Regions from separate parts of the Mus musculus genome. Here regions 1, 2, 3, 4, 6 and 7 are each linked to region 5. Evidence: chromatin contacts called from public HiCAR-type, HiChIP or PLAC-seq and promoter capture Hi-C data. All regions are on one chromosome and are shown on one strand. The core of a region is the stretch at or near the end of the contact, and the rest is flanking DNA. Distances in the headings are between cores, read along the strand shown. Region 1 holds the start of Tmem245 (transmembrane protein 245). Region 2 holds the start of Tmem38b (transmembrane protein 38B). Region 3 overlaps Ctnnal1 (catenin (cadherin associated protein), alpha-like 1). Region 4 holds the start of Fktn (fukutin). Region 5 holds the start of Rad23b (RAD23 homolog B, nucleotide excision repair protein). Region 6 holds the start of Ctnnal1 (catenin (cadherin associated protein), alpha-like 1). Region 7 holds the start of Slc44a1 (solute carrier family 44, member 1).

Region 1 (2,700 bases), core at 14-2,513, 1.6 Mb before region 5:
TGTATGAGGCACAAAAGGTTAATAGTCACAGCACATTATGGTTCTCTAAGGAACTTTACATGTGAGTATAAGAAAAGTTCCCTAGAAATTCAGCCATGATTACAGAGTCTGTAACATTTCAGCTGCTGCTGTAACCCAGGTGTCATCCATTAGGAATCTAGGAAGTGAGGAAGGCAAGGCTTGCCTTGTGTGAATAGTATTCTACCCAGCTGGAGGAAGAGGTGGAGCTCAGAGGTAAATTAGCAGGGATGGGAGGAAATAGGGCATTTCTCCGCGGCCCTCAGAGAGAGAGTGGAAGGGCTTACACGCTTAGGAAGACATGTGTGAAGCTCGGTATATATACACCGTTTTAATATCGTTTTCCTGAAGTCAGTCTTCATGTTTGTATCTACCCGTGTTGAATTAAATGGGACAATCACACAGTTTACCACTGATCTACACCCATAGCCTTTCAATAGATACTATCAAAGGGCTCCTAACAGGATCCCCTGTTCAGTTCAGTTAGCATAGACAGAAAAACTACAGAATAAGCGTCCACAGTGTTAACCTGCTTCACCTACTTGGAAGCTGTACGAGGCCAGGTACTTAATTTCTCTGCGCCCCTTGTTTTCTACAAAACAAGACTAGTAGCATCTCTGTAGGGGTGTTCTAAAGATAAAATGAGTTGGTAGGAGCCAAGCACCTAGACCAGGCAATAGCTACTTAAAACCCTGTCATATACATAAGAGAACACTTTAAAACGTGTTTAAGAGTGTGTATTATTCTTCCAAAGGACCTGAGGTCTATTCCCAGCATCCAAATAAGGCTGTTCACAACCTCCTGTAACTCTGTCTGTGGGGATTAGACACTTCTGGCTTCTTTGGTCACCCACACATGTTACATACACACGATTAAAAATAAGTATTTATTAAATAAATCAGTTAAACTAAGTCTGTGCATCAGTGTTTTTAGACATACAGCTTGTGTTTTCCATCTCTGAGTCTCTTTTGAGATCCTGTCTCCGGAAAAGTTGACATCAATTAAAGTATCCGCCCCCGCTCCCAACCCCATTTTCTTGGACCCCCTCAAAACTTGTTACCTGGTCCCTGTGGGACCATTGGGCCCAAGGGCGGAGGCATTTGCGTTCAGCCTCTTGGGAGTTGTAGTTTCCTTAGGTTCTGGCGCATGCTCCACCGCACGCTGGGAACTACAAAACCCACAAATCCTCGCTGCACCGCCCTCCTCCGCCTCGCGTTCCTCCCCCGCTCGCAGCCCCGCCCCTCGGTCCAGGCAGAGGCGCGATGGCCGACCGCGGCGGCCCTGCTGAGGCGCCCAGCCCGCGGGGCTCTCCCCGGCCAGAGTCCCGGGCCCCGCGCACGGTCGGGCCGGGCGAGACCCCGCGTACCGCGGCGCTGGCGCTGCGCTTCGATAAGCCCATCAAGCAGGCTTTCTACAACACGGGCGCCGTGCTGTTCGTGTGCCTGTGCTGCGGCGCCGCGGTGCTCGTGTACTTCATCCTCGAGGCCTTCCTGCGGCCGCTGCTCTGGGCCGTGCTGTGCGGCACTTTCCTGCACCCGTTCAAGAGCTCGCTCACGCGCCTGGGCCGCCTGTGGCTGCGGCGCCTGCACCGCGCGCACACGCCCATCGTGCTGGCCGCGCTGCTGCTGCCGCTCTGCTTCGCCGACTACGGCGTGGAGGCGCTGGGCGAGCAGGCGCTGCGCCGCCGCCGCCTGTTGCTGCTGCTGGGAGCGGGCGGCCCGCTGCTCTATGGGCTCTACTGCCTGGGCAGCTACCTGGGCGTGCAGGTGCTGCTGGCGCACGCGGGCGCGCTCATCTGCCGCGGCCTCGACTACTTCAGCAGCCTGTGGGTGAGTGAGATGGGGGAGTGCGTGCGAGGTTGGCGGGACCCGGGACGCCGCGACAAGGCGGCCAAAGGTCCTCCAGTGAGCGCCTTCCCACGGCCGAGGGACTTGGCGCGCTTCCTTCCAGAGAGGCGGGTGTGATTTGAAACCCGCCCTCCGCTAGGGAAAAGGTCCTTTGGCTGAGTTCAGTTCTTTCACCCTAGTTTGTGTGTGACTCTGGGCGCTTTCGAGAACTGTATTACTTATGTGGGGGCCATTGCGACCCGGTCTACGTTAGCAATGGACTGCGTTAAAGGAGAGAGATACCAGGTGTCAATCGAGGAACTTCAGAATTGGAAGGAATCGCAAAGATAATCTTAGAGGCGAATTCCTGACTCAGACTACGTCGCAGGCTGGTTAGTTCACATATTTATCGGGCAAGGTTAAAGTGAAGTGGTTATTTAATGCTTAAGAATCTTAAGAATGTTGGTTGGTAAACTACCACAGGGGCTAAGAATGCAACGCTGGAATAGCGAGATCCTAGACAGCGCGAGATCTAGCGTGTATACACCCCATACTATTTCACCTTTATTCACTTTGTTACTGAAAAAGTGAATATGCCCTGAGATTATTAACGTTACAAAGTAATTGCCTTTCTTTGCTAGAGCAGGTTTAAACTTGCCAAAGGTAGATTGCTAATTGGTCCCAGGATCATGAGGTCATCTCTTGGTTCTTGTTTAAAGTTGATTGAAGACATTGTCAGGTACTTTTCTTCGGGGTGTATAGGAGTACTTTTGCGGGGGTGGTGGTGCTGGGGGTGTCATGTGTGCTACTGAGTTGTACCTTCAGCCTCATAAATTAGCATATCCTAATGGAACAG
Region 2 (2,836 bases), core at 279-2,778, 1.5 Mb after region 5:
TTATCCAAGTGATTCTCAAATTTTAGACCCATACTGACCCCTAAAATTTAAAGAGGGCATGAATGGGATGCCAGAATTTAGGGGAAGAGACTACAGAGGGATAAAGTGCTTTGGAATATAAAATACTTTATATTTTTATCATATAACTTTGTGATAAAAAAATAGCGAATATATTTATGTAGATCATACCTTTAAAAATATTTTTAAAATTTCTTGGCCTGGGGCTCTACTCAGTGGGTGGGTACTTCAGTAGCTTCTATCTCCAGTAACAAGGAAGGACCTAGAGTTGGTGTTTATATTTAGCATTTGGAAACGTTAACAGTTTTTAAAGCAGTTACATATGGATTTTAAAATAATGCATTAAATGTAAATAATGTGTTCTTTACTAAAATAACTATTCTCAAAATCAAAAAAGTATTTCGTGAGAAAAGGCACATTGCTATCTAATTAGGCAAATCTCCTTAATGTCTAGCCTCAAACAGAAATGCTTGGACTCATCAGCTGTTTCATTATCTCTTACAACACTGTTAAGTCACACGGCCATTGGGAAACTTCGCTGTACACTCATAAAGGCAAGAACGGATAAATAACCTCTGAAGATACATTATGAAAATAATGAACTTTACAGTGTGTGACAGGGAAGAACCTGGGAAGTGAGCCACACTTTGAAAACGTCTGATTTAGTCAATACAAGATACTATCGGATTCTAGATATGGAGCAGTAACGAAACTGTAGTTCTCTTTAATCAGAGAAACAGTCTCCCACGAGGATGACCTGTTCCTCCACGAGTTAGACACAGAAAACTCTCAAAAACGTATGAGGCAAGGATTTAAAGAATTAGTGGTCCAGAAAAGGTAAGACAACCCTTAAACTTTCACCCTTCACCTCCCGGACAAGGAAGGCAGAGAAATGCCTGAACTCAAAGACAGACTCAGAAAAATAATGGGAAAATGGGGAACTTTAAAAGGAAACCCACTACATTCAATGTCAAAGACAGGAGTACAAACACTGCTTTTTGGTCACATGGTTCATGGAACTCAACGTTGTGAAAATCCCATCCCATCCCACATGTTTCACAGAGGGCTGAACTACATGCCAAGCGACTGTTACCCGGACCGTGCCTCCAGTGGCTGACTGAGAAACCGCAAAGCCACCCCCTCTCCTGGTTCAACACGCTAGCAAGGTGCTAGGTCCCACCTGAGACGTCCCGCTCAGGGGTCTACATGACCTTCCTCAGCCTACGTCTGAGTCCCGTGCTCGGTACTGAGGGGTGGGCCGCAGGGCATCCCGGCGTCCCTGCCTCCCGCAGTGAGGACGCGGAACCGGGAGCGCGTCGGGCCCCTTCACTCACCTGGCCGCTGCTTCAGCGCCATCACCGACACCAGGTAGTGGGCGATATCAAAAAAGGGAAACATGGACGTGCGGGAAAAGGCCAGAGTCAGATCATCCCACGGGTACTCCATGACGACTACCGACGCCGCCGGCCCCAGCAGCCGCGGCAGCCGGTTCCCCTCCGGCGGAGGGGGTGGGGGAGGGGACGGCCGCGCCAGCTTCAGCCCTGCGCGTGCGCCCTGGAGCCTAGGGGGGCGGGGTCCGGAACGGGGGCGGGGCCGGAGCCGGAACGAGGGGCGGGGCCCTGGCCCTGGTTCTCCTAAAAAAGGTATGACATTTTCTCAGTGTTGCAGTCAGTGCCAGCTGACCCAAGGGGCAACGGGCAACGCTCAAAGTCAGATTCTATGTAAACGGATGCCATTCCTCTTTTTCTGAACAGCCACGATGTAACTCATTTATTACTTAGTGAAGATATGAAAGATAATAAAACGGTAATGTTTTATCCATATCCCCATGAAACTTGAATTTTCCCAGAGGGAAAAAAAAATTTTAAGGACTCACGGAATTTCACAAAGCATAAAAAGTATGGATGCCACGCCAAAGCAGATGGTTAGAGAAGACCATTGCAGGGAAATGCACACGGTATTAAAAGCAAGTCTGTAAATATTAGAAGTTATTTTGGCTAGACTACAACCTGAAAAATGAAGTTGTAAAAGAAATAAAAGTCTTTCGCAGTGAAACCAGGTGGTTTAAGCTCTTGATCAGTCGCTACATTGTCCTCAGTCTTGTTTATCAAAAGCATGTGCTGAATTGGTAGTTGGGGTGAAGAAGATGGGCAGGTCTCTGAAGTTGCAATCCAGCACCAAAGATTCATGAGAAGAGACTAGGGAAATCAGAAATGCATTCACTAATCCAAGACAAAAGGTAGTAGTAGTAGATGCAGGTCTTAAGGACAAAGCCACAGATAGAGAAAGACTGCCAAGCAGACTAAAGTGGATACAAACACCACCTGTAATGACAGCAAAAGGAGCCAGGTTTTGAAAAACAAGAAAAGGAGCTATCTGCTGAAATTGGTTGCAAAAAGAACTAAAAGTAAAGGGAAAAAGTGAGACTGGATTTTAAGAAAAAAAAGGTAAATTTGGCACATTTTTATTTGACATGTCAACAGATCATGTTGTTACTTGGCATGGGTACACACAAGCTATTGAGGGAGCAGGTAGGTGACTGTTATATTGCTGCAAAGGGCAATCGCCTTTTCCTCCTGAGGTTAGCCTCGGTATTAACTCACTTAGCAAATGTTATTTACACCCGTGCTTTGTACCGAGCATTTTACTGGCTGCCAGAGGCACCACTGTCCTAAACACCAGGTTTCAAATGTAAGAAAGTGGTAGCAACATTCTTCATTTCATAACTTGTCAAGAAACAATAGCCTTGATTAAATACTTTTTGATCTGCTTTTCTAAGCAAACACTTTTTACAGGGAAACATTTCTTTTTAGCTTCT
Region 3 (2,700 bases), core at 57-2,556, 1.5 Mb before region 5:
CGGACAGGAACAGGGTATTTGTTCTGGCTTCTTCCTCTTTTGTTGCTAATGAGTTGTCCTCACTGCCTTCCTAAGAGCTATAAGACCTTGGCAAGTCACTCAGCCGCTGTGGACAAGTTGCACAAAGACGTGGTGTTAGATATTCTCTAAGGCCCGGCTGGTTGAATTAGGTCCTTTAAAATCCTTCTGTGACACACAGGAAAGTAGTTTAGTGCCTTTTTGGCTGTGATTATTCTGACTTGGTTGATAAATGCAGACAGCTCCACTGTTTATTTTATACAAAGTCCTATCCTATCACTTGAATTGACATCCGGTTACTTCAATGAGAAAAGAAATTGATTCATTCTACCAGGTTTAATTCATAGTCAGGTTTTCTTGAAAGTAATGTCCCTTTTATTTTATTTTTTTGAACAAATCCCAAACCACCTGCCATGTAACTTACACACACACACACACACACACACACACACAGTGATATTCTTTTTTTTTAAAAGATTTATTTATTTACTTATTTACTTATTTACTTATTTATTTATTTATTTATTTATTTATTTATTATATGTAAGTACACTGTAGCTGTCTTCAGACACTCCAGAAGAGGGAGTCAGATCTCGTTACAGATGGTTGTGAGCCACCATGTGGTTGCTGGGATTTGAACTCCGAACCTTCGGAAGAGCAGTCAGGTGCTCTTACCCACTGAGCCATCTCTCCAGCCCCACAGTGATATTCTTAAATGCTGTAAATTAGACTGAGACCCTTTACATATTGGTGAGCTGTTCACCCCAACTGTTGCCTTTTGTTTTTGTTTTCTTTATTTATTCAATACTGGCAATTAAATTTAGGCCTTGCTTGAGCTGTATTACTGTCCCCTTAAACCTGCTGATGATATGGCCCTCTGTTAGATATTCCTTGTAGTAGTCTGAACACTAAAGTTTTATTTAACATTGAAAATTTTTAAGTTTTTCTGTCTGTGGCTGTATGGCCTTCATGTATATCTAGACTCCAAGTGTATGCTTAGTGCTCAAAGTGGCCAGAAGATGGTGAAAGATCCCCTGGGACTGCAGTTACAGGTGGTTGTGAGCTGCCACGTGGCTGCTGGGAATCCAACCCAGAACCTCTGGAGGAGCAGACAGCCCTCTGCATAGCTGAGCCATCTCTCCAGCTCTTGAGCAGTAAACTCTTAATTCTGCCCCACTTCTCACCATCTTTATCAATAGCAGAAGCATGTTCCACAGGGAGAGAGGCTGTGTGGGAGAGGCCTGGCTGGCAGAGTGCAGAGGCCAGGCTCCTCCTCCACTGAGTGGCCAGGGCTCGTCCTCCACACACCCGGCTGCTGGAAGGAGTTCCATGTTTCCCTGCATCCCAGGCCTTCTCCTGTGACCACAGGGGCTGCTCCGCCTCAGCGCTGTGGGGGTTCTCTTCTGTAGTCACTGGGGCTCTTCTCGGCTGCTGGGTCATGAACGTTTTTTTGTCTCCTTTCCTGCTCTGATGCCTTTCTGTCTCCTTCAGCTCCATTGTACAGCCATGCAGCTGGCAGCCGACCTGTTAAAATTCCATGCTGATCATGTGGTTTTAAAAGCATTAAAAGTTACTGGAGTAGAAGGAAATTTGGAAGCTTTGGCTGAGTATGCCTGTAAACTCTCTGAGCAGAAAGAACAGCTTGTGGAGGTGAGTAATAGATTTGCTTATTAAACAAACTGTGGTTCACCATATGATAGCAAAGTTATGGAGAGAATATTAGCACATGTTTTTGACTAACTGCCCATCTGAGTATTGCCTTCTCTTCTCTTTGGAATCTGTAAGGTATAACACACGTCTACCCTGTTCTGACAATAGTTTAGCCTCTAAAACAAAACAATAAAATGTACTAGAACCATAAAATATATTTTTAAGTATTCCTTTCTTTGTTTTCTCAGACTGGGCTCTGGGGTGCAGTGGAGTAACGCTGTTTCTGTTTGAGTCTGAAGCTAGCATGCCGTGACAAGTGCTTAGCAAGAGAGCTGGGCTCAGTGTTGCATAGACAGTTGTGGGGGAGCCCGTGATTACAGAGCCAGGGCAAGTTGGTGGGGGAGGCAGAACCTGGAAGTCTGTGAACTAAGCACATTGATGGCCCAGGGTGACCCAGTAAAGGAAAGAACTTCTCTTTCCTTTCCTCTGTCCAAACACAGCTATGGCAAACCCAAGTTAGCTACCCAAGGCAGAAAGCTGAGTGGAGAAGGGAGGAGGACAATGAGAAGACCTCTGACCCTTCCTGAACTCTCCCACTCTGCCCCAACCCAGGGAGTCACCTGGCACTTGCTGTATAATTATAATTCCAGCTGATTTTTTTTTTTCCATTTTTTATTAGGTATTTAGCTCATTTACATTTCCAATGCTATACCAAAAGTCCCCCTTACCCACCCACCCCCCAAATTCCAGCTGATCTTAACTCATTAAAAATGTTACCATGGATCTGCTAGTTTAAAAAAAAAAGGAAGAGAAGAAGGAGAAGAAGAAGAAGAAGAAGAAGAAGAAGAAGAAGAAGAAGAAGAAGAGGAAGAGGAAGAGGAAGAGGAAGAGGAAGAAGAAGAGGAAGAAGAAGAAGAAGAAGAAGAGGAAGAGGAAGAAGAGGAAGAAGAAGAAGGAAGGAAGGAAGGAAGGAAGAAAGAAAGAAAGAAAGAAAGAAAGAAAGAAAGAAAGAAAGAAAGAAAGGAAGAAAGG
Region 4 (2,700 bases), core at 63-2,562, 1.6 Mb after region 5:
TGTAATCTAAAACTTAGCAAACCAAACCCTTTCTTCCCCAGTCACTTTTGGTCATGGTATTTCACCACTGTAGTATTAGCTCTAACTAAGACAGTGAGTAAAGCCTTTCCCTCAAGAGGCAAGTGACTAACTGCTTGGTTGAGAGCATTTACCCAAGGCTGGTCTGTCGATCATTATGCAGCTCTGTTTCCTAGTGCTTTTTTTTTTTTTTGTCTTGGCCTCCAAAGTGCTGGTATTACAGGTGTGTGTTACCATGGTTGGCTCACAGGCTGACTTTTACTTAATGGAAATCTTCAAACTAGAAAGACTGGAATATCATTCTTTATAGCCGAGAAAGCTTGAGACATACAAGAAAGCGGCTTGCCTTGTACTACCTGAGAAATTGGCGATCGTGATGAAATCTGAATTCAGTTCTCTGGACGACTTTTATCTAAAGCTTTTAACTACCCGGCCCCATTTTTATCAAATCTTTCCCGATATTCCCCAACTGATAATGTAAACGGAAGACAGGAACGTTCCTACATGCAGTTATCTCGCATCGCTAACCGCGCCCACCTTATCATTATTATTGTTACTTATTATTATTACCATCGTCATCATACTATTAAGCATAGTGAGCACTCCTTCAAACGAACTAAGAATGACTACTGAGGAGTCTAAGAAGAGAGGAAAGCGACTGGTAAGCCAACCACCACCTCTCTTCGAAGCAGTTGCAGCAGGCTGCTTGCTGTACACAGAACTTGGCTTTGGCGCAGCATCAAAGTCCTTCTCAGGTGGAACCCTCCCTGGGCGGCTGCCCTGCCAACCCCCTTCCTTTCCCTGTAAGTTCATGCCACGGCGTCGGATGCACTCAGAGCAGCAGCAGGCTGCATCAGTTCCTCCCCGGCGGAGCCACCTTGGCATGCATTGGTCCTCACACCTGATCGGTCTCCCCGCATCGTCCGCTCTCGCCAACCAGCTCAAGCGTCACTGTCCCAGCCCGGCCTCTTAAGCGTCTCCATGAACCTCCAAAATCGAACCCTCGCGGGTCAGGACGATCAACGGACAGCATGGGCGTGTGGGAACGATCTGTCGCCGGGACAGCGGGGACGGCGGCAGCAAGCTCGTGCACGGACTGCGGCCGACCTCGGACTCCTCCCCGCCGCCGTAGGGAGGGTACCCCAAAGGTGGACGACCGCTACTCAGGGTATACCAGTAGACCAGCGACAGTGCCTGAAGGAACCCGCCCACGCCCAGGCTCGGCTACCCGGCCCCGGTGCCCTCATCTTACCTAACTCTAGAGCTGCGGCGGAGGCCTCGCTTTACGGCAACTGTCGCAAAGAAGCGGTCAAGCGCGCAGCGGCGTACGCTGGCTGTTGCTTTGTTCTCCGAGCGCTCCTATTAGTGTGGCCTATTTGGCCATCAGAAATCTGCAATCAGCCGTCCCTCCGGCAGTGCCCTGAGGCTGCCTGGAGTTTAGAGAAAAAACAGAACTGTCCCCCGTAGTGTACGGCTCATCAGACAGAGCGCAGAAAGTGCAAACCTAGGGTGGATAACGATTCTTTTTCTCCCTCCCTCCCTCCCTCCCTCCCTCCTCCCCCTTCTCCTCTCTCTACATTCTGCTATTGGGGACAGAATGGGGAAGAGCACTATGTAGTGATGCAAGTACTCATGAAGTTGAGGTGCCTACTTGACATCCAGGTCTAGAAGATGCGATCTTCCAGTTTGGGGCTTGAAAGAAATATAGATGCTTCTGGGCCTGGCACCTAGCATCTTTGCTTTTAGCAGAGCCATTTAAAGAGTTATTGGCAAGGAGCAGATGTGGATTTTGATAGGAATTTTTGAAAATTAAAAAGCACTAAAGAAATTATTGTAATTTTACGTTCTTTCTACGAAAATTACTAACGGCGTATAGAAAAAAATGAAATAATTTACCTACGCACCCCGTTCTATATCATTTAGCTCAGACTGGCCTTAAATTCTACTCAGCCAATATGGTGTTCAACTGATCCTACACATCTTCCACATCTCAAGTGCTGAGATAACAAGTGTGCATCGCCATGCTTGTCTTAAAACAGAATTTTTCAAAAAGTTGTGATGGAATGTGGCTGTATCAAAAATTTCTATTGTCTGACATGCCTACAATTCAAGTATTTGGGGGGCCAAGGCAAGAGGATCTAGAGTGAGCTCTTGTCTTTAAACACATGCAAACGCACATGCACGCACGCACACACACATGCACACATGCACACAATATAATTGATGCCTATTGGAGTACTAAGAGGTGATATTTTAAAAGATATTAGGAATGCTTATTATGCTCAACTATGTCTGGAAATTATAAGGAGGAAAAAAAAAAACTTCCCGGGTTTTAGAAGTGAATAGATTTCAAGTGCATAGTAAATATTATCCTGCATAAACCTTGCAGGAGGCAGAGGACTAGCCAGCTTTCTAGCCAGTTTTCTGATTTGAGCTAAGTTTAAGTTTAGATCTCACTGTTTTCCCTATATAAGCACAGTCATAATGTGCCATCTACATTATCAAGTTTCTGTTTCTATAAAGTGGACTGGGATTTAGAGGAAGGGATTTAGCACCCTTCAAAGAAAATTGACAATCCTTTTGGTTATCCTAGATTTAACTTGTCAGCAATTTTTTTTGAAACTTACTTCTAAATTTTCCTCTACTTGCAAGTAACCTTATTCTTTTTAATATAAACTTACA
Region 5 (2,705 bases), core at 146-2,645:
AGTTTGTCCCGCTGTAGAAAACGAGTTATAGAGCCACAAATAGAATTCGGATCTCGGATCTATTTAATTAACACCACGTCCTGGTTGTTTCAATTACAAACTCAATCAGTCAAAAAAAAAAAAAAAGAAGAAGAAGAAGGAAACCCCCCCACACAAATATGCAGTAATCTATTGACATAGCGTCATAATTCCACGTGAGAAAAAATTTTATTCGCATGACATTTTTTAGATTCCTGACATAAAGTTGTATTAAAGTTAACACAGATCTTTTTACAGGCAAAACCGGAGACCACTGCATTAGAATTTATCACGTGAACTCGTTAAGTGTAGTAGTCGGCTTTTTAACTGTAGAACACCAAGTTTTTATATTTTTCTCCCTCCCTTCAAATACTACTATTCTAGGAGTCCGAGGAGCGTTCAGGTTCCCAAGACGACCGAAAGAACGCATTTAAATCCGGATCTGAAGGTTTCTAATGCAAAATTCTTCACCACCAACGTGGCCTCAGAACGTAATCCACCTGTGGGTGTGGGTTCAGTGGCTGCGAGGGGAAGGATCGTAAAAACTAATCCAAAATAAGACATAAATAAAAGGGCTCCTTCTGAGAGGCCAAAAAATTCATTTTTCCCCCACCATCCCTCCCGGCTGCAGACAAAACTAGGCGCGTTTAAGGCCCACCGTCTTGGGTAACCGGCCCCTTAGACCTCTGCACCTAGCCATGTCGCCGGAGGGTGGTGGCTTCGCCTGGGTCTCCCTCCCTCCCCCACCTGTGCACGTCAGGCCCGGCTCCAGCGCCCAGGCCGCCAGGTCTCCCCTCCCCCTCCGTCCCCACGACCACGCGCTCCGGGCCGCGGCCACCAGCGCCCACGCGGACCGGTGCTGCTCCACGCCATCTGCCCCCGGGCCTTCCTCGTTGTCGGCCACAAAGCCGGCGGTGACCCGACGCCCCTCTGGGGCCCTCCCGCGCCGCCCCGACTCGGGCCCGCGCTCCCCTAACCCGGCGGCGCATACCGTCTCCTCCGGGTCGATGTCGATCTTGAAGGTCTGCTGCTGAAGGGTCTTCAGGGTGACCTGCATGGTGCCTAAGCCGGGGCCTGGCCGCCCCGGGGTGGCCGCGATCCTCGCGCTCTCGGGAGGAAGGCGGTGGGGGTGGGGGGGCTTGTCACATTCGCCCGGAGTCGCACTCACCCCGGGCCCCGCGTCTCCCCTGGCCGCGCCGCCGCTCGCTCCCGCGGCTTTCCCGGTAAGCTCGACCCGCGGTGCTTCCTCACGCGCCAGCCACTGGGCCCGCAGGAGGCGCGAGGGACTCCCCGAGAGACGCAGAGAACCCGCTACCTCACCACAGGATGGTGGCCGCCATCACCGTGACTCGCCGAGACGTGACCCCTCCCCCACCAGAAAAAAACCCGGAGGATGGGGCCAGACTCGGGCGATCTGAGCAGGCGCAGGGTGCGGCGACGCAGTGCGCAGGCGTGAACAGGAACTCCGCCCGGGAATTGGAGGCGGGGCGATGGGTGGGGCTGGAATATCGTGCGGCGCGGCACCGGCGTGCGCAGGCGCACTTCGCAAGCAGAGGCGCTCGCGGAGGCCTGGTCCGCTCCGCGGTCCTGCAGTGGCTCCGCCTACATCCAGGCTCCGCCCAGCGGCGCGAGTTGCGCAACCCGTAGCCGGGGAACGGCTACGTGGAGTCCCGGCTCAGTGGCTGCGGCTCAGCGAGCGCGGAACCTTGAGGGCGGTGGAGCGGGCGGAGCCTTAGTGCAAGGATTGCCGAGGGCCGGCCCAGGAGGGGCGCACATCGCCAGTCGAGCATGTGTAATGCCGGTTGCTTCCCTGATTCTGAGACTGACTTCAGCCATGGACTGCTTGCTTGCCAGTCTTGTGTTCTCTCACCAGCCTTGGGACCTCCCACCTCTAAAGAAAGGCGGATTTAAGAAGGAGGCCTAGTTGTGTCACGCCTTTCCCTCTATCGTTTTGCTTCGTTTAGGTGTTGGTGGTAGATATTAGGCGGTTGCCTCTCCTCACCCCCTTCCCCCGCCCCCCCCCGCCTCACCCCAAGCGCTGCTTTCCTTTGCACGTGGACCCTTTTAATCTTTGCTCAAATGTCGCCTTCTTGAACTCTATCCTGCCTATCCAACTTAAAGTATCTTATTCGGATCTCATTATCCAGCTCCACTTGTCTCAGTAACCATTCATCACCTTCTGGGTACTCTACACTATGTGTATTTAGCGTGTGTGTCTTCTCTTCTTTTTCTGGTCCCCAGGCTGAAGCTACACAGAGGCATGCATTTTGTTTTGCCCACGTTGTGCCCCAAAGCCTACAGAATAAGCCTAGCACATTGTAGGTACAAGGTAAATATTAGAAAAATAGGTAGACGTGCTTCTGGTTCCTTGGCAGTAAGGGTGAGATGTCACTCAGCTAATTGGTGGTTGGAGAGGGTGGGATAATGCATGTAAGTCTTAGAGTCAGGAACACAAAGTTAAGTGCTTGGCTGTAGCTGTATGATTATTTACACAGCGATAAGACCAGAGTGCAGAGGTGTCGGGTAATAAGCACCACAATAGTAAGTGACACTTTAGGTGCTTGTCTGTATGCTGCCTCTTAATAGTGCAGTGACCCCTGTTAGACTTAAAAAGAAGAAAAAGCAGTTACCATCAGACCACAGTGAGGACAATTATGAGCATCCCCCATCTCTGAGCCAGCACCATC
Region 6 (2,700 bases), core at 11-2,510, 1.5 Mb before region 5:
CAAGAAAAAAAGAATTGGAGGATGAGTTGAATTCAGGAGCTCTTTTATACCATTACCGGAGATGCCCATGCTGCTTGGGCAGGTGAAACTGAGTCCTTCAGCTTCCCTTCCAACACTGCAAGCCGAATCCATCAGCCTAACTTGATGAAGAAAGCCAGTCTCAGATTCCTTTTTGCCCCCACGTGTGCTCATTAGCAGCTATGGTCCTTCAAAAATGCTTTATTGTGCTGCTTAGTCAGTCGCTGGGTCCTTCCTAAGGTCAGTGTAGAATCTTTCTTAAGACACAGGCTTCTGAATGCCTTCCTTGGCTTTGTTCCTGGAAACTGGAGGAAAAGGCGCTTTGGCACCTCTTCTCACCACAGGGATTCTGTGTGAGCTCATGGTTGGGCTGAGAGAATGGATTCTTAGCCTTAAGTGACTTCAGTCAGACACATCTTTTCATTCAAGGAGCAGTTAACATGCTGCTAGTTCTTGGCTAATATTAGAAACAATGTTACAAGTTTTTAAAAGGTATTATTTAGCCAGAGCCCAAACTTTTGTTTTTGATTCTCTTGAAGGTGAATTCTAAAGGTAACTGCAAGATACACTGCCTTCTTGCTGAGTATCAAGATATGTGAATATATTATCAAATGTTTCAACTCTGTAAGAGATACAATCAGAACATAGAAGTGGAGGCGAAATGGGACTGTCTTTCCTCGGAAGCCATTGAAAGAAAGATGGTTACAAGTGTAATTGATGTCTCAGTCCCAGGGCAGAGGTTCAACACCATAAAAACATGTAGAAATATTTACGGGAAATCAGAATTGACTTTTGAGGCAAATGGATTTGGTGGAAAGCTTTGTTGGGGACAGTTGTCTTCTGGTAAGAGGCCACATAAACTTGTGGAGGCTCTCGGGTGGCCTGCTCTAGATAAAATTAGGCTTTGGAACTCACCCTTGAGGAAAGAGGCACAGGGGCGGCCAGAGGGCGGGTCCGCGGGGTGGGACTATGGCAGTGGATGGGTGGGGCCGCCCAGGTATTAGGGCGGAGCTGGTGGGGCGTGCCACCCTAGAGGCGGAGCTGATGATCCTGGACTGCTACGCGCCAGACTATGGGTCAGTGGGCGGGACGTAGAGGGGGCTCGGCTAGGGTGCTGGGCAGAACTAGCTAGAGTTGGGTGGCCTCGAAGGCGGGGCCCGCGCGGTGGTACAGGCCTGGGGGCGGGGATACGGGCCCAGGGTCGCATGGAGGCGGGGCCGAAGTAGTGGCACAAGGGTAGGGGTGGGGCCTCGGTGCGGCGAGGCGGCGGGCAACCCGGAGGCTGGTTGGCGGGCAGGCAGAGGTGCGGATAGCGCGCTGTGCTATCGGTGGAGGGCCATGGCCGCTTCTCCAGTCCCGGGCGGTGGCGGTGCGGGAGCTGTCCACTCCTCCAACGCGGCTGGCTTCACCTTCGACTCGGGACTGGAGATCAGGACGCGCTCGGTGGAACAGACTCTTCTGCCCCTGGTTTCTCAGGTACCGCGGCCCCTGGTCCCCGTGTGCGCTGCCCGCGATGGCGGCGGGCGCTCTTTCCTCGGTCCGGCTTGGCGGGGCGGGAGGCGGCGCTGTCCCGCATTGCGCGAGCAAGACGGCGGCACGGCGGGACTCGCGTGGGGGCCCAGAGCCGGGCGGCTACTCCTGGGCTCGCGGTGAAGCGCTGGAAGCGCTGGAGCCCAGCAGGTGCGTTGTTCGGCCTAGGCAGCCGGACCCGCCTGGCCCAGTGGCTCCGAGTGAGGCCCAGCCGCGGGTCAGTAGGACCCCTATGGGGTTCTCTGACTTCCAGAGCCAAGCTGGCGGCCGCTGCTCAGTCGGCCGCCGCTGTCGCTGTCCGCATCGCAGGCCAGACCCAGGCGCTGGGTGCAGACTAAGGCATTCCAGTTTGCCTCTTACTCCAGCGTGTTCTCCAAGGCCTTTGTCCTGTTCCCTTGGTCATGTGTGGGCTCGCCCAACTCCCACCCACTCCGGCCACCTGTCCTGTCTCTCCCTGTCATTTGCCTGCCCACCACCTCTGTCTGCTAGAACTCTGTAGAGTGACAGGAAGGAGTGCTTAATCCTGATTGATGCACACCTTTTGCAAGGTCTCAGTTGGGATTAGTGCATTATTATATTTTGAGTTATAAAAGAAGTCTAGAATCAGCTAGGATGTGCTTAATTAAAAAAAAAAAGTTTGTCTCTCTGAGCTGAGGTATACATAACCCGAGGGCTAGAATTCCTCATCTACAGCTATGGTACTGTGCCAAACACCAAGGGAGGAATTTTGTCTTTGGCTGTGCGTTGGCGATGTGTGACTCATACTAAGCCTGTAACACCTTGGTGACTCATGCCAGGATTACCAAGATTTTAGAGGTAGAAAGAATCTTAAATTATCTTATCCGACTCCAAATTAAAAGATGATTTCTTACAACAACCTCAACTCCTGTCCACCAATGCCTTACATAAACACGTTTAATGAAAGGGAGGTTGTCACTATTCCATAGACTTTTAAATACTGTCTGTTCCAGCCTGGTCGCAAAAATATTTGAAAATTGTAGTTTTATATGCTTCTGAAATTCTTCTAATGCTAATGAAGTAAATATCCCCATTTTCCTCCCTGCATCCTGTGATTAATGGAGCAATGGTGACTATACCTGGCACTCTGTGGCTTTCTGTCTTCCTGAGTAATGCATGCATGCATGGAAGAGC
Region 7 (2,851 bases), core at 310-2,809, 1.9 Mb after region 5:
GGTTATTTAAACCTGAGTTATATATAGTCACTTAGCACCAAGCACTTCTGTGTCACAGATGCTACATCTCTAGAGGAATTTTTTTCCCCAAAAAACTAGCATTTTTTTTTCTTCGCCAAGAACCAACCAGCCTTTATTTCTAGAAGCAAGCGCATACTTCTCCCCATCACCACCACCAAACAAACAAATCACAGACTACTGTTAAATTCTACGCTAATGAAACTGTGGAGAAACATCCCAGGCGTTGTCAGAGCCTATTTTTCATACACCACCACCAGACAGTTTGATGCAGTATTCCTGATTGCTTTTTATCGTATTTGTAAATACACTCACTAATCCACTAAATTAGATAATTTACAAACAGGTCCTCTCAGTTATTAGTGGCCAGCAGTCAAGTTCTATTACATCTGATCCTTACACAGTTGTCCAAACATTTCCACCCAGGTTAAAGGCTCTGATCGGAAAGAGAAGGCGGCTAGCGAAATTTGGATGGGGGCAGGGTGGCAGCTGAGAGAAATCTCTGCATCTCAGCCCTCAGCGACAACATCCAGCCAGTGCCCACAGAAAAACTAAATTCGGCACCTCTTCCTCCTGTTACACTGGCAACAAAGAGGGAGTTTCCGTAACGCTCCCGTCACCCACCAGGTGCCCAATCTCCTTCCCAGCCCAGTCCCCCCGCTCCCGCAGGGGCCTCGGTGCGCCGAGAGGCCGCGGTGCTCAGGGTCAAGGCACAGAGGGGGGATGGGATGGGGAACGAGCGGGTGGGATCTGTGAAATGGGCCCTGGAAGGGCACCGGGACCCAGTGAAGCACCTGATCCCGGCCAAGGGGGCCCGCAGACCAGGGGAAATGGGCAGCTTATTAAATGGATCCGAAACTAGAATAAGGTGGAAGAGAGGTGAAGAGCCCAAGCTGGGGTACACCTTCTGGGGACACGGAAAACAGTCTGTGGGTGGCGGGGGGGCTCGGCGGAGGTGGAGAGCAGGCTGGCGGGCCCCAAGGAGAGGGAAGCGTATGCCTCCCCGGGGCAGAGCGGGCGCCCGGGGCGCCTCTACCTGCAGACGGGCGGGACGGGCTGCTCAGGTGCGAAAGCGGGGGAGGGAGCGCAGCGGGCATTGGGGGACCAGGCACGAAGCGCCGAGGTCGGCGGGGACCGGAGGGGCGCAGGGCACGGCAGGGGAGCGAAGGGCACGGCTCGGCAGGCGCTCACAGCGCGGGGTGGCATCCGGGCGGGCGGCCGGGAGGCGGGAGCCCCTCACCTGCGCGGCGGAGGCGGAGCTGCAGCAGCCCATGGCGGGGCCGGAGGAGCCCGGAGGCGGCGCCGGGCGCGCAGCTACGCCCCGGAGCCCCTCGGCATGCGAGCCGGCGGGCGCCCGGGGAGGGCGCGGCCTGGCCCCGCACGACTCGGCAGCGACGGCGGCGACGGCGACAGCGGCAAGAACTCAGGAGGCTGCGCGGTCCGGGGCAGGCGCCGGCCACATCCCCCGGCGGCGGCAGCGGCGGCGGCGGCGGCTGCGCGGCTCCGGCTCCGCTCCTGCTGCTGCAGCTGCTCCCCAGCGGAAAGGGGCGGGCGGCGGCGGCAGCCCCTCCCCCTGGCCCCCGCCTCCCACCACCCGCTCCCAGTCCCGCTCCCGCTCCCTCTCCCGGGCTGCAGCCGCCTCCTCCTCGGCGCCGCGCGCGTCTCCCATCAGACTCCCCGCCCCCAGTGCAGCGCCGCGCGGCGCGGACGGCGGGGACGACGGCAGCCCAGAACGAGGCCGGGCCCTTGGGCGCGCGCAGGAGTCTGCGCGGCGCCGGGCCCATTTCGCGGTGGCACCGAGGCCGAGCTCTGCCTCGGGGCGGCGAGAGGGCGTCTGAGGCCGAGGCGCCCGTGGACCCGGCGGGCTCGCAGAGGGAAGGCGGCCGACTTGCTTCTGTACGCGCGAGGCACGGGGAGGTCACCGGGGGTCGCTCCTTCTCCCGGGTGGGAGCGCCTCTGAGGTCACTGACCCGGAGCTTTTTTTAGGGCTCTGGCGGCTGTTTATGTTACCCAGAAGAGAGAGTATTTGCAAAACCTCCCATGGAGAAGGAATGGGTGATGGAAGTGGAAAAATATCATCTGTTGCTCCTGGCCCCATTTTGCTGATGTGGACACTAAGCCTTGAAGGAGGCCGACGACAGTGAGAGCACCCAACTGGAAATTGTAGTAAAAGAGCCAGAAATGGGAGGGGAAGGTAGTACTCCAGGCCCTCAAGTCAAAGCCATGTTGGTTCTTCACTAAACTTTCTTACACATGGTAGCGCGGGCACACACATAAACACACGCACCAATTCATCTTTAAAATATTTACCGAGGCACTCACTATATTACAGTCTAGAAATTTATGGCACTAAGATTAAACAGGCGATAAAAGGCAAAGTTGCTACTCTCTTATTAAAAAAAACGAAACCTGTATTAATATGCGTTGGGGGTAGCAACAAGTTAGACATGCACAACCTTTAAGAAATTTCCAATGTTAGGGAAGTCATTACAGATACAGTGAAGCGAGAGCAGTTTAAAAATGGCGAGAGTAAACAAGGTCATGATTAACTATCACCGAAACGCGCATGTATCTAACACTCATATAAACATTCCGGTCTTGTTTCATATTGTCAAGGTGTTGCAAAGACTGGGATCAAAAGGTTTGCAAAGATACCAGAGTGAGACCCCAGAAATGCTGACTTGTCCATAAAAGGCAGATTTCAAGGTGACTCAAACTCAAAGGGGAAGTTGACTAGAGGAGCAAGGAAAGGAGAAATCTAAACAAGAGGGTGGGGAATGGGTGTGGGTGGGAGGGGTATGGAATGGAGACAAACTCACACACAGAAAATTCC

Evidence for each region. Promoter capture Hi-C pulls out the DNA fragments that hold promoters and counts their contacts. HiCAR-type assays count read pairs that join an accessible place to other places. HiChIP or PLAC-seq counts read pairs in DNA pulled down with a chosen protein or histone mark. Capture Hi-C pulls out chosen DNA fragments and counts their contacts.
Region 1: a promoter capture Hi-C map of embryonic stem cells shows a contact between it and region 5, with 4 times the contacts expected there. The contact joins the promoter of Tmem245 here to the promoter of Rad23b in region 5. A contact is called at or near these places in 3 of 39 promoter capture datasets (embryonic stem cells, liver and pre-B cells), 3 of 484 Hi-C or Micro-C datasets (CD4 T cells, CD8 T cells and uterus), 3 of 115 datasets of contacts at active chromatin or transcription factors (pro-B cells, stem cell-derived neural progenitor cells and thymic regulatory T cells) and 2 of 9 other capture datasets (adipose tissue and liver).
Region 2: a contact with region 5 is called in a promoter capture Hi-C map of adipose tissue, with 6 times the contacts expected there. The contact joins the promoter of Tmem38b here to the promoter of Rad23b in region 5. A contact is called at or near these places in 8 of 39 promoter capture datasets (3T3-L1-derived adipocytes, the C10 cell line, cranial neural crest and 5 more), 3 of 484 Hi-C or Micro-C datasets (CD4 T cells and liver), 16 of 115 datasets of contacts at active chromatin or transcription factors (the 230-238 cell line, DN3 thymocytes, astrocytes and 13 more) and 2 of 9 other capture datasets (adipose tissue and liver).
Region 3: an H3K4me3 HiChIP or PLAC-seq map of stem cell-derived neural progenitor cells shows a contact between it and region 5, with 6 times the contacts expected there. The contact joins the enhancer-like site here to the promoter of Rad23b in region 5. A contact is called at or near these places in 7 of 39 promoter capture datasets (the 3T3-L1 cell line, hematopoietic stem and progenitor cells, hippocampal neurons and 3 more) and 11 of 115 datasets of contacts at active chromatin or transcription factors (astrocytes, bone marrow-derived macrophages, cardiomyocytes and 7 more).
Region 4: a contact with region 5 is called in a promoter capture Hi-C map of liver, with 3 times the contacts expected there. The contact joins the promoter of Fktn here to the promoter of Rad23b in region 5. A contact is called at or near these places in 6 of 39 promoter capture datasets (the 3T3-L1 cell line, cranial neural crest, hippocampal neurons and 3 more), 2 of 484 Hi-C or Micro-C datasets (CD4 T cells and CD8 T cells), 6 of 115 datasets of contacts at active chromatin or transcription factors (astrocytes, bone marrow-derived dendritic cells, differentiating embryonic stem cells and 3 more) and 2 of 9 other capture datasets (adipose tissue and liver).
Region 6: a contact with region 5 is called in a HiCAR-type map of astrocytes, with 5 times the contacts expected there. The contact joins the promoter of Ctnnal1 here to the promoter of Rad23b in region 5. A contact is called at or near these places in 4 of 39 promoter capture datasets (the HPC-7 cell line, HPC-7-derived erythroid cells, embryonic stem cells and 2 more) and 6 of 115 datasets of contacts at active chromatin or transcription factors (acute myeloid leukemia, astrocytes, cardiomyocytes and 1 more).
Region 7: an H3K27ac HiChIP or PLAC-seq map of bone marrow-derived dendritic cells shows a contact between it and region 5, with 9 times the contacts expected there. The contact joins the promoter of Slc44a1 here to the promoter of Rad23b in region 5. A contact is called at or near these places in 6 of 39 promoter capture datasets (the C10 cell line, embryonic stem cells, hippocampal neurons and 3 more), 1 of 484 Hi-C or Micro-C datasets (CD4 T cells) and 3 of 115 datasets of contacts at active chromatin or transcription factors (bone marrow-derived dendritic cells, embryonic stem cells and large pre-B cells).

What each region holds. Positions count from the first base shown.
Region 1 is chr4:56,945,992-56,948,691 of GRCm38.p6, reverse strand. It overlaps Tmem245 (transmembrane protein 245), which reads left to right and starts at 1,263. Exons shown (of 18, transcript NM_001369260.1): 1 at 1,263-1,847. The coding sequence starts at 1,281.
Region 2 is chr4:53,824,737-53,827,572 of GRCm38.p6, reverse strand. Tmem38b (transmembrane protein 38B) reads right to left here and starts at 1,528. Exons shown (of 6, transcript NM_028053.2): 1 at 1,353-1,528. The coding sequence starts at 1,464.
Region 3 is chr4:56,828,452-56,831,151 of GRCm38.p6, reverse strand. Ctnnal1 (catenin (cadherin associated protein), alpha-like 1) reads left to right here. Exons shown (of 19, transcript NM_018761.3): 9 at 1,510-1,668. Among named protein-coding and RNA genes, the nearest start is that of Elp1, 27 kb to the right of the region's middle. Within about 2 kb of position 1,306, at least 97 of the 459 cell types and tissues checked have an H3K27ac peak or open chromatin away from gene starts, as enhancers often do. A contact at or near this core is called in astrocytes and stem cell-derived neural progenitor cells, where this site is marked.
Region 4 is chr4:53,712,766-53,715,465 of GRCm38.p6, reverse strand. It overlaps Fktn (fukutin), which reads right to left and starts at 1,312. Exons shown (of 10, transcript NM_139309.5): 1 at 1,271-1,312.
Region 5 is chr4:55,348,732-55,351,436 of GRCm38.p6, reverse strand. It overlaps Rad23b (RAD23 homolog B, nucleotide excision repair protein), which reads right to left and starts at 1,395. Exons shown (of 10, transcript NM_009011.4): 1 at 1,010-1,395. The coding sequence starts at 1,075.
Region 6 is chr4:56,863,771-56,866,470 of GRCm38.p6, reverse strand. Ctnnal1 (catenin (cadherin associated protein), alpha-like 1) reads left to right here and starts at 1,260. Exons shown (of 19, transcript NM_018761.3): 1 at 1,260-1,494. The coding sequence starts at 1,357.
Region 7 is chr4:53,439,124-53,441,974 of GRCm38.p6, reverse strand. Slc44a1 (solute carrier family 44, member 1) reads right to left here and starts at 1,559. Exons shown (of 16, transcript NM_001374697.1): 1 at 1,259-1,559. The coding sequence starts at 1,291.